Regions from separate parts of the Mus musculus genome. Here region 1 is linked to region 2. Evidence: chromatin contacts called from public HiChIP or PLAC-seq data. All regions are on one chromosome and are shown on one strand. The core of a region is the stretch at or near the end of the contact, and the rest is flanking DNA. Distances in the headings are between cores, read along the strand shown.

The links. HiChIP or PLAC-seq counts read pairs in DNA pulled down with a chosen protein or histone mark.
Region 1: a contact with region 2 is called in a FOXA1 HiChIP or PLAC-seq map of pancreatic cancer cells. The contact joins two enhancer-like sites. A contact is called at or near these places in 2 of 484 Hi-C or Micro-C datasets (Sertoli cells and embryonic stem cells) and 4 of 115 datasets of contacts at active chromatin or transcription factors (bone marrow-derived macrophages, double positive thymocytes, memory CD8 T cells and 1 more).

Annotation. Positions count from the first base shown.
Region 1 is chr10:40,509,897-40,513,307 of GRCm38.p6, reverse strand. No RefSeq gene overlaps it. Among named protein-coding and RNA genes, the nearest start is that of Gm32234, 58 kb to the right of the region's middle. Within about 2 kb of position 1,912, at least 62 of the 459 cell types and tissues checked have an H3K27ac peak or open chromatin away from gene starts, as enhancers often do. A contact at or near this core is called in pancreatic cancer cells, where this site is marked.
Region 2 is chr10:40,175,877-40,179,357 of GRCm38.p6, reverse strand. No RefSeq gene overlaps it. Among named protein-coding and RNA genes, the nearest start is that of Gm31992, 14 kb to the right of the region's middle. Within about 2 kb of position 1,522, at least 38 of the 459 cell types and tissues checked have an H3K27ac peak or open chromatin away from gene starts, as enhancers often do. A contact at or near this core is called in pancreatic cancer cells, where this site is marked.

The DNA.
Region 1 (3,411 bases), core at 663-3,162, 330 kb before region 2:
AAGAGTTGTTTGTGAGCTTTGAAACCTGGGGCTGAGAACATAGAAGAACAGGCCAGGACATGCCCAGGCAGGCCTGTTGTTAAAACATTCCTGAGGCTGCTTGGCCATAAGGATAAAGAGAATGACATGCCGGACTGGCCCTGTGCCTCCCTATCTCCTGCCCTTCTGACCTAAGTTAAATGTTATCTGCATGTACAGTCTGCTGATGTTTAAATGGAGCAATCATGTGAAACCGCGCCAATTCCTCCCTGCTGATGTTCAAATGGACCAATCACGTGAAACCGCGCCAATTCCTCCCCCAGCCCCAGACCCTTTTCTATAAAAATCCCCTAGCTTTCAAGCCTCATGGTCGAATCCACTGTCTCCTGCGTGAGATACGTTTCGACCGCCATTAAACTACCTCGTATATTTACATCAAGATGGTCTGTTCGTGATTCTTGGGTGCACACGGAATCTGGAGTTGAGTGGGGGTTGAGTGGGGGTTTCCCCACTAGGTTCTTTCATCAGCACTTCTCTAGCGACTTAAAGAAAATTCATTATGATAATGTATCAAGCATAGAGGAGTTCAGAAGAGAATATAATCTTTCCATATCTGCATTGTTTTCCTGCTTGCTTTTTTAATGGCAAAAATGTTTCCACTGTAACTGTTCTGAGATGGATGACTCAGTCAGATTTAGGTATGGGGAGAAGAGGAAAGGACGTTACTATGTAGCCAGTCAGGCCTTGAAGTCAAGATCTTCCTGCTTCAGTCTCCCAAGCACTGAATTGCAAGCCTGTGCTACCATTCCAGCCTATACACTTTGTTAGCAGACAACTCAATTAGACCTACATCAAATAAACCATGAAAGGACACCTGTGCTGTAGCTCTGTTACAGCATTTATCTGCCACATGCTAGGCCTGGGTCCAATCCTTGGTATTAAGCAATCAATTATTGCTAAATAGCCAGGTCTAGTGGTACATGCCTATTATCCCGGCACCGGAGTTATTGCAAACGTTGCGGATTTGAGGTCGATCTTGATTATATAATAAACTCAAGGACAGCCCAGTTGCGTGAAATCTCATCTTTGAAGTCTGATAAAGAAAATCTCTGTAAATTGGTTTTGATCCTCACCTCTTGTCACTGGATTTCCTCAAGAGCTTAGCTCCTGGATACTCAACCTTCACAACTCCTTTGCCAAAATGCACACAATTGCCCCCCCCCCCTTCTAGAGTTCCTTCTTCAGGGAACTGCTTGCTCTCTTTAATACTGTTTCATTAAGTGTTACCCCACCCCTCTGCTCCCTAAATCAGAACTTTCCCAGTTTCTCTTTTGCTTTTGTTGTTTCCATGGAAACCTCCTTGGGTCCCACCTTGTGGTGACACCTCCCTGACTCATGAGGACTTCAAACTAGGATGCCCAGAAGAGTGGTCTTTCCTTTTGAATGTGTGTTTCTTCCGCAATGTCTCTGATCCAGACAGGCACTGCTGCCCTCTCATGAAGCACCAAAATATAATCCTGTACTTTCATCTTGCCAACAAATGGCAAGCCCAGCCCTAAATCACTTTGTCAAGAATTGTCATCATCTCCTACTGCTGTGGGTGCTATGGGAATAAAGCCTCGAGAACAGACCCGAGACTTGGACATCTTGGAGCTGGTTTCTAGTCGCCTGCTGCCTGCCATGAGTCTTCTGCTCCCAACTGGTTCAAACAGAATGCCTGCTCTCGGCACAATTCCCATGACTTGTCTCACCTTTCCCCATTCAAAGGACTGGTTTCAGTCTTCTAAAAGACTTTCCTGCTGTTCAAATACATGTAACAAAATCAGAGGTATTGGTGGAAGGCTGCCAAATTCCATAAACTGGAGTCATGCACACCTCATTTCCTGTACCAAACAGAAAACACACCCCAGATTGTTCTGATCCCGAAGGGTCTACAAACAGAGCTTTGTTGCTTGTGTTAACTCACCAAACATTGAGTTTGTGACTCACCTGTGGGAGGTGCGACTTGTCCGAATTATGGTTAAGAGAGGAGTTTGCAGATAAGAGCAACTCTGTCACTTCGACCTGGCCGCTTTGCAAATGACATCTCCAGGAAGCCAAGCGGTGCCAAAGGTGTATGCCCAAATTAGAGGGGGAAATAGGGGTCATAAAATAATGATGAGTACAAGGAGAATCAGTGCAGGAGCTTTTGGGGGTGCTTGTTGTCCATGTCAATATCCAGCCTTACAAGGAGATGGCATCGGGCTGCTTTCCAGAGCCCTCCCCCTCCCCCACCTTCAATAGGCCACAGCAAAGGAGTTCCTTCAGAAAACCAAAGTGAGGCATCCTCTGAGGTCACCTTTGCTTTTGTTTGTGCAGAATCTGAAATTCCAGACTTTTCTTTTGGTGTTTTGATTACTTAATCCTGTCCTGTTCCCATAACCACAAGATACCCCAAGCTGCTTCGCCTCATGAAATAGACACAGACAGGCTTGGTGAGAGTCACATTTTCCCCTGAGATAGGCATTCTGGCCTACCCAACCCGGGGCTTGGTTACATGAACAGTTTCACCACTATTGCTGCAACCAGATACTCTGAGAGAAACAATGTATGACATAAAGGGTTTGCTTTAGCTCAGGCCTAGGTTATAGCTCACCATCATGGGGAGGTCCCAGTGACAGCAGCTTGAGACAGGGGGCCACATTTATCTAGTTGAGAAGCAGGAGGAGTGAAAGGGTACCTGAACAGCTGTGCTCAGCCTGCTTTCTCCGGCCTATACAGGGCAGGATCCGCGCCACCCACAGTGGGCATGCTTTACACCTCGAATCCCAAAGATTGCCTACAACCCAGTCTGATCTAGATAATCCCTCACGGAGACTCTCTCCCCAGGTGACACTACACCTGTGACCTATACCACTTGAAGAGTGGTCCTGAGTCCACCTCTAGCAACATTATGACATCTCTCTTGGCCTCCTCTTTCTCATACCTAAATAAGAGTTCTAGGTTACTTTGTAATTGTTCTAAGAATTAAAAACAATGTCTTGTCGGGTGTTGGTGGCACATGCCTTTAATGCCAGCACTTGGGAGGCAGAGGCAGGTGGATTTCTGAGTTCGAGGCCAGCCTAGTCTACAAAGTGAGTTCCAGGACAGCCAGGGCTACACAGAGAAACTCTGTCTCAAAACAACAACAACAAACAAAAACAACATAAATAAATAAATAAATAAATAAATAAATAAATAAATAAATAAATAAAGTCTTGTATGTTATGGTTTCTGATTTTGTAGTTTTAGTATGTGTGAAGTGTTCCTTTTTCTTTGCCATTTCTGTGATTTTTGTTTGACAATTCACTTCGGGTTTTTTGTTGTTTGGTTGGTTTTTTTTTTCTTTCTGTATAATGACTATTCTTGGTTGTCAACTTGACTATATCTGGAGTTAACTAAAACCCAAAAATA
Region 2 (3,481 bases), core at 273-2,772:
ATGAGATCACAAGATCTGGTGCCCTCTTCTGGTATGTCTGAAAACAGCAATAGTGTACTTACATATAATAAATAAATCTTAAAAAAAAGAAAGGTGCACATCACCTAGAGTATTTCTTTGTAAATGAGTACTTATAGGTACACTGACAATCTCTGTTAGAACACACAATGCCAGCAGACTTGAAAACCAAGTGATATGATTGAGAGTTAGGGCCAGGGACGAGGATACAGGTTTTCTTTTTCTTTTCTTTCTTTCTTTTTTTGAAACAGAGTCTTGCTATGTTGTGTGACTGATCTTGAACTCCTGGGCTCAAACAGCTCCATTTCAGCCTCCAGGGTGTTTGCAGCCACAGGGGTGTGTCCACTCACACTTTTCATTATATTTTTTCATTTTTATTTATTATTTATTTTCTACTATGTTGTATCCTGCTCTAATAAGTTATGTTTTCGAAAACAACTATGAGCTGGGCCTGGTAGTGCAGGTGTGTAATCCCAGCTACTTAAGGGAAACTGAAATTACAAGTTTGAAGGGTGCCTTTGGCTATGAGTTCAAGGACAGTGTGAGTAAGTTGGACACAAACTCACTCACAGAGATCTGTCTGCCTTTACCTCCCAAGAGCTGAGATTAAAGGTATGTACCACCACCACCCACTTACAAAAATGAACTTTGCTTTGTTTTTAAAATATTTTTGTGTGTTTAAGTTTTATACACTCAGATGTCTGTTCATCATATGTGTGCAGTGCTCATAGTGGCCAGAAAGAGGGCGACAGACTCTCTTGGAATTGGACTTAAATGAAGATGTTTTTTGAGCCGCCAATGCGAATGCCAGTGCTCTTATTGCTGAGCCATTTCCCTAGTCCCCAGAAAATGAACTCTTTGTTTGCTTGTTTGTTTGTTTGCTTGCTTGTTTATTTTTCGAGACAGGGTTTGCTCCACATAGTTCTGGCAGTCCCGGAACTCTCTGCAGACCACGCTGGCCTCGAACTCACAGAGATCCACCAGCTTCTGCTTCTGCCTCCTGAGTGTGGGGATTAAAGACACATGCCCGGCTTAGAAAACAAACTCTTAAAGCAATATATTACCTTCTTTACTGGATCACGGCAAGCAAACTGTCTAGAAGAAGGCTACCAGAAGCCAAGGTCTCTGTACTAGAAAAGAATTTGTGCCGCACTGGTTCACCTTCACCACAGTGTTTGTAATTCACGGGAGAATTGGTTGTTCTTGGGTAGCTATGGCTCCTTAAAGATTTTTTCCATCTCACCTATGTCCAATTTTTGACTCACCCATTCTTCTCAGTTCTTTTAGGTTGGCAACTCACAATCACACACACACACACACACACACACACACACACACACATCTTTTGGTAACTGTTTTGTTTTTTCACCTGCAGGTGTGTCCCTACCTGTGCCAAATGTCCTTAGTTGGCCTCTACCTCCCTCTCTGTAGTCTCTGTCAGTGGGTATAGCTAGGAGGCAGGAGCCTTGCTGAGTGTGGGTGAGCCCTGGATCCTATCCCCAAGCACTGAGTAAACAAACAGAAACTGCCTTGCTGGTATCTGCTGGCAAGCACCCAGGGACATCAAACAGTCTGAAGTGAACGTGAGGTTTCCCTGCCAAACCCACTGCTCTGCTCGCTTTGGACTCCCTGTCTCTGTTAATAGTGCTACCACCCACCTAGCAGTCCCACCCGGGATTGTGCTGTCCACCCTGACTCCTTCCCCACCCTCCGGCCCTCTCTCCCTCTGTCTGCTCTGCCAGCTCTCTCCTCCAGCCTTCTGCCAACTTCCCCTCACCCTTCAGCGTCCCAGCTTTTATCCTATCTATCAACATACAAAGTTTGATCGAACAGCTAGCTGCAGAAGAGCAGGAGCCATCTCTCCACTCCCAGTGAGATTGCATTCACATAGTGGCCACACTTCTTGTGTGGTAGGAAAGACTTTCCATAATCTGTTCCCAGCCTGTCTGTCTCCTTCTCCTTCTACTGCTCAATCACACTGGCCTTTTTCTTCTCTTTTTCTTTCTTTCTCTTTCTTTCTTTCTTTCTTTCTTTCTTTCTTTCTTTCTTTCTTTCTTTCTTCCTTCCTTCCTTCCTTCCTTCCTTCCTTTCTTTCTTTTTTTCTTTTTTTCTTTCTGCCTTAATTAGGGTTTCCATTGCTGTGAGCAGACACCATGACTAAGAACTCTTATAAAGGACAACATTTAATTGGGGCTGGCTTACAAGTTCTGTTCATCCATTATCATCAAGGTAGGGAGCAAGGCAGCATCCAGGCAGGCATGGTGCTGGAGTAGCTGAGGGTTCTACGTCTTCATCCAAAGGAAGCTAGGAGCAGACTGTTTTCAGGCAGCTAGGAGGGTCTCAGAGTCATACTTCCTCCAACAAGGCCACACCTAGTTCAATAAGGCCATACCTCCTAACAGTGCCACTCCCTGGGCCAAGTATATTTAAAATACCATCCTTTCTTTCTTCCCTTTCCCCTTCCCTTCCCTTTCTTTCTTTCCTTCTTTCTCTCCTCCTCTTCTGTTTTGAGATAGGGTCTCATCCTGTAGCCCCTGGCTTGCCTGGAACTTGCCATATAGGCTAGTCTCAAATTCATAGAGATCCACCTGCCTCTGGAATTATAGGTCTATGTCTACCACACCCAGAGTATAAATCTGCAGCTTCCTAATTCTCCTTAAAAAAAGAAATGCTCTTTAAAGCTCCCTGCTGCCGGGCGTGGTGGCACACACCTTTAATCCCAGCACTCGGGAGGATTTCTGAGTTGGAGGCCAGCCTGGCCTACAAAGTGAGTTCTAGGACAGCCAGGGCTATACAGAGAAACCCTGTCTTGAAAAACCAAAAAACAAAAAACATAAAGCTCCCTGCTTTTGTATGGTCTGTTTACATACTCAGTGACCCCCTACTCATCTTCCTAGCCTACCTGGAACCTCCCTTCTTCCCCAGGCAGGGTTTCCAACCACCTTCTCTGTGAACTTTGTAGAGGCTTTAATTGTTAACCTTTGTCACTTCCCAAGAGCAAGGGAATCTTCCTCTTTATAATCCCAGAGCGCCCCCCCCCAACCCTTGTATAATAGGTAGGCACCCAATGTATTGACTGATGAGAGATGTACTTAAAATGTATTATATTGTGTGTATGTTTGTGCAAGTCATGTATGTAGATGTCCATGCACAGAGCTCAGATTGTGATTCACCTTACATGGGTCTCAGGGACCAAACTCAGGTCATCAGGCTTTTACAGTGAGCCCTTTACCACTGAGCCATCTGGTCAACTCCGAGATAGGCATTTCTTCTGCTCTCTTTCTGTGTTCTACTGTCTTCAAATATTGTCAGCAGAGTGCAGAGAAGGGCCAGTTCAGCAAGAAAGCTCTCCTCTCTTCTCACCATCTTCTCTGTCCCTTCCCGCACTTTCATCCTTTTTTCCCTCTCAGTTGGCAGACCTGTGCTATGTGGGTGATGGTATGCATGATAAAATATCTAAGCC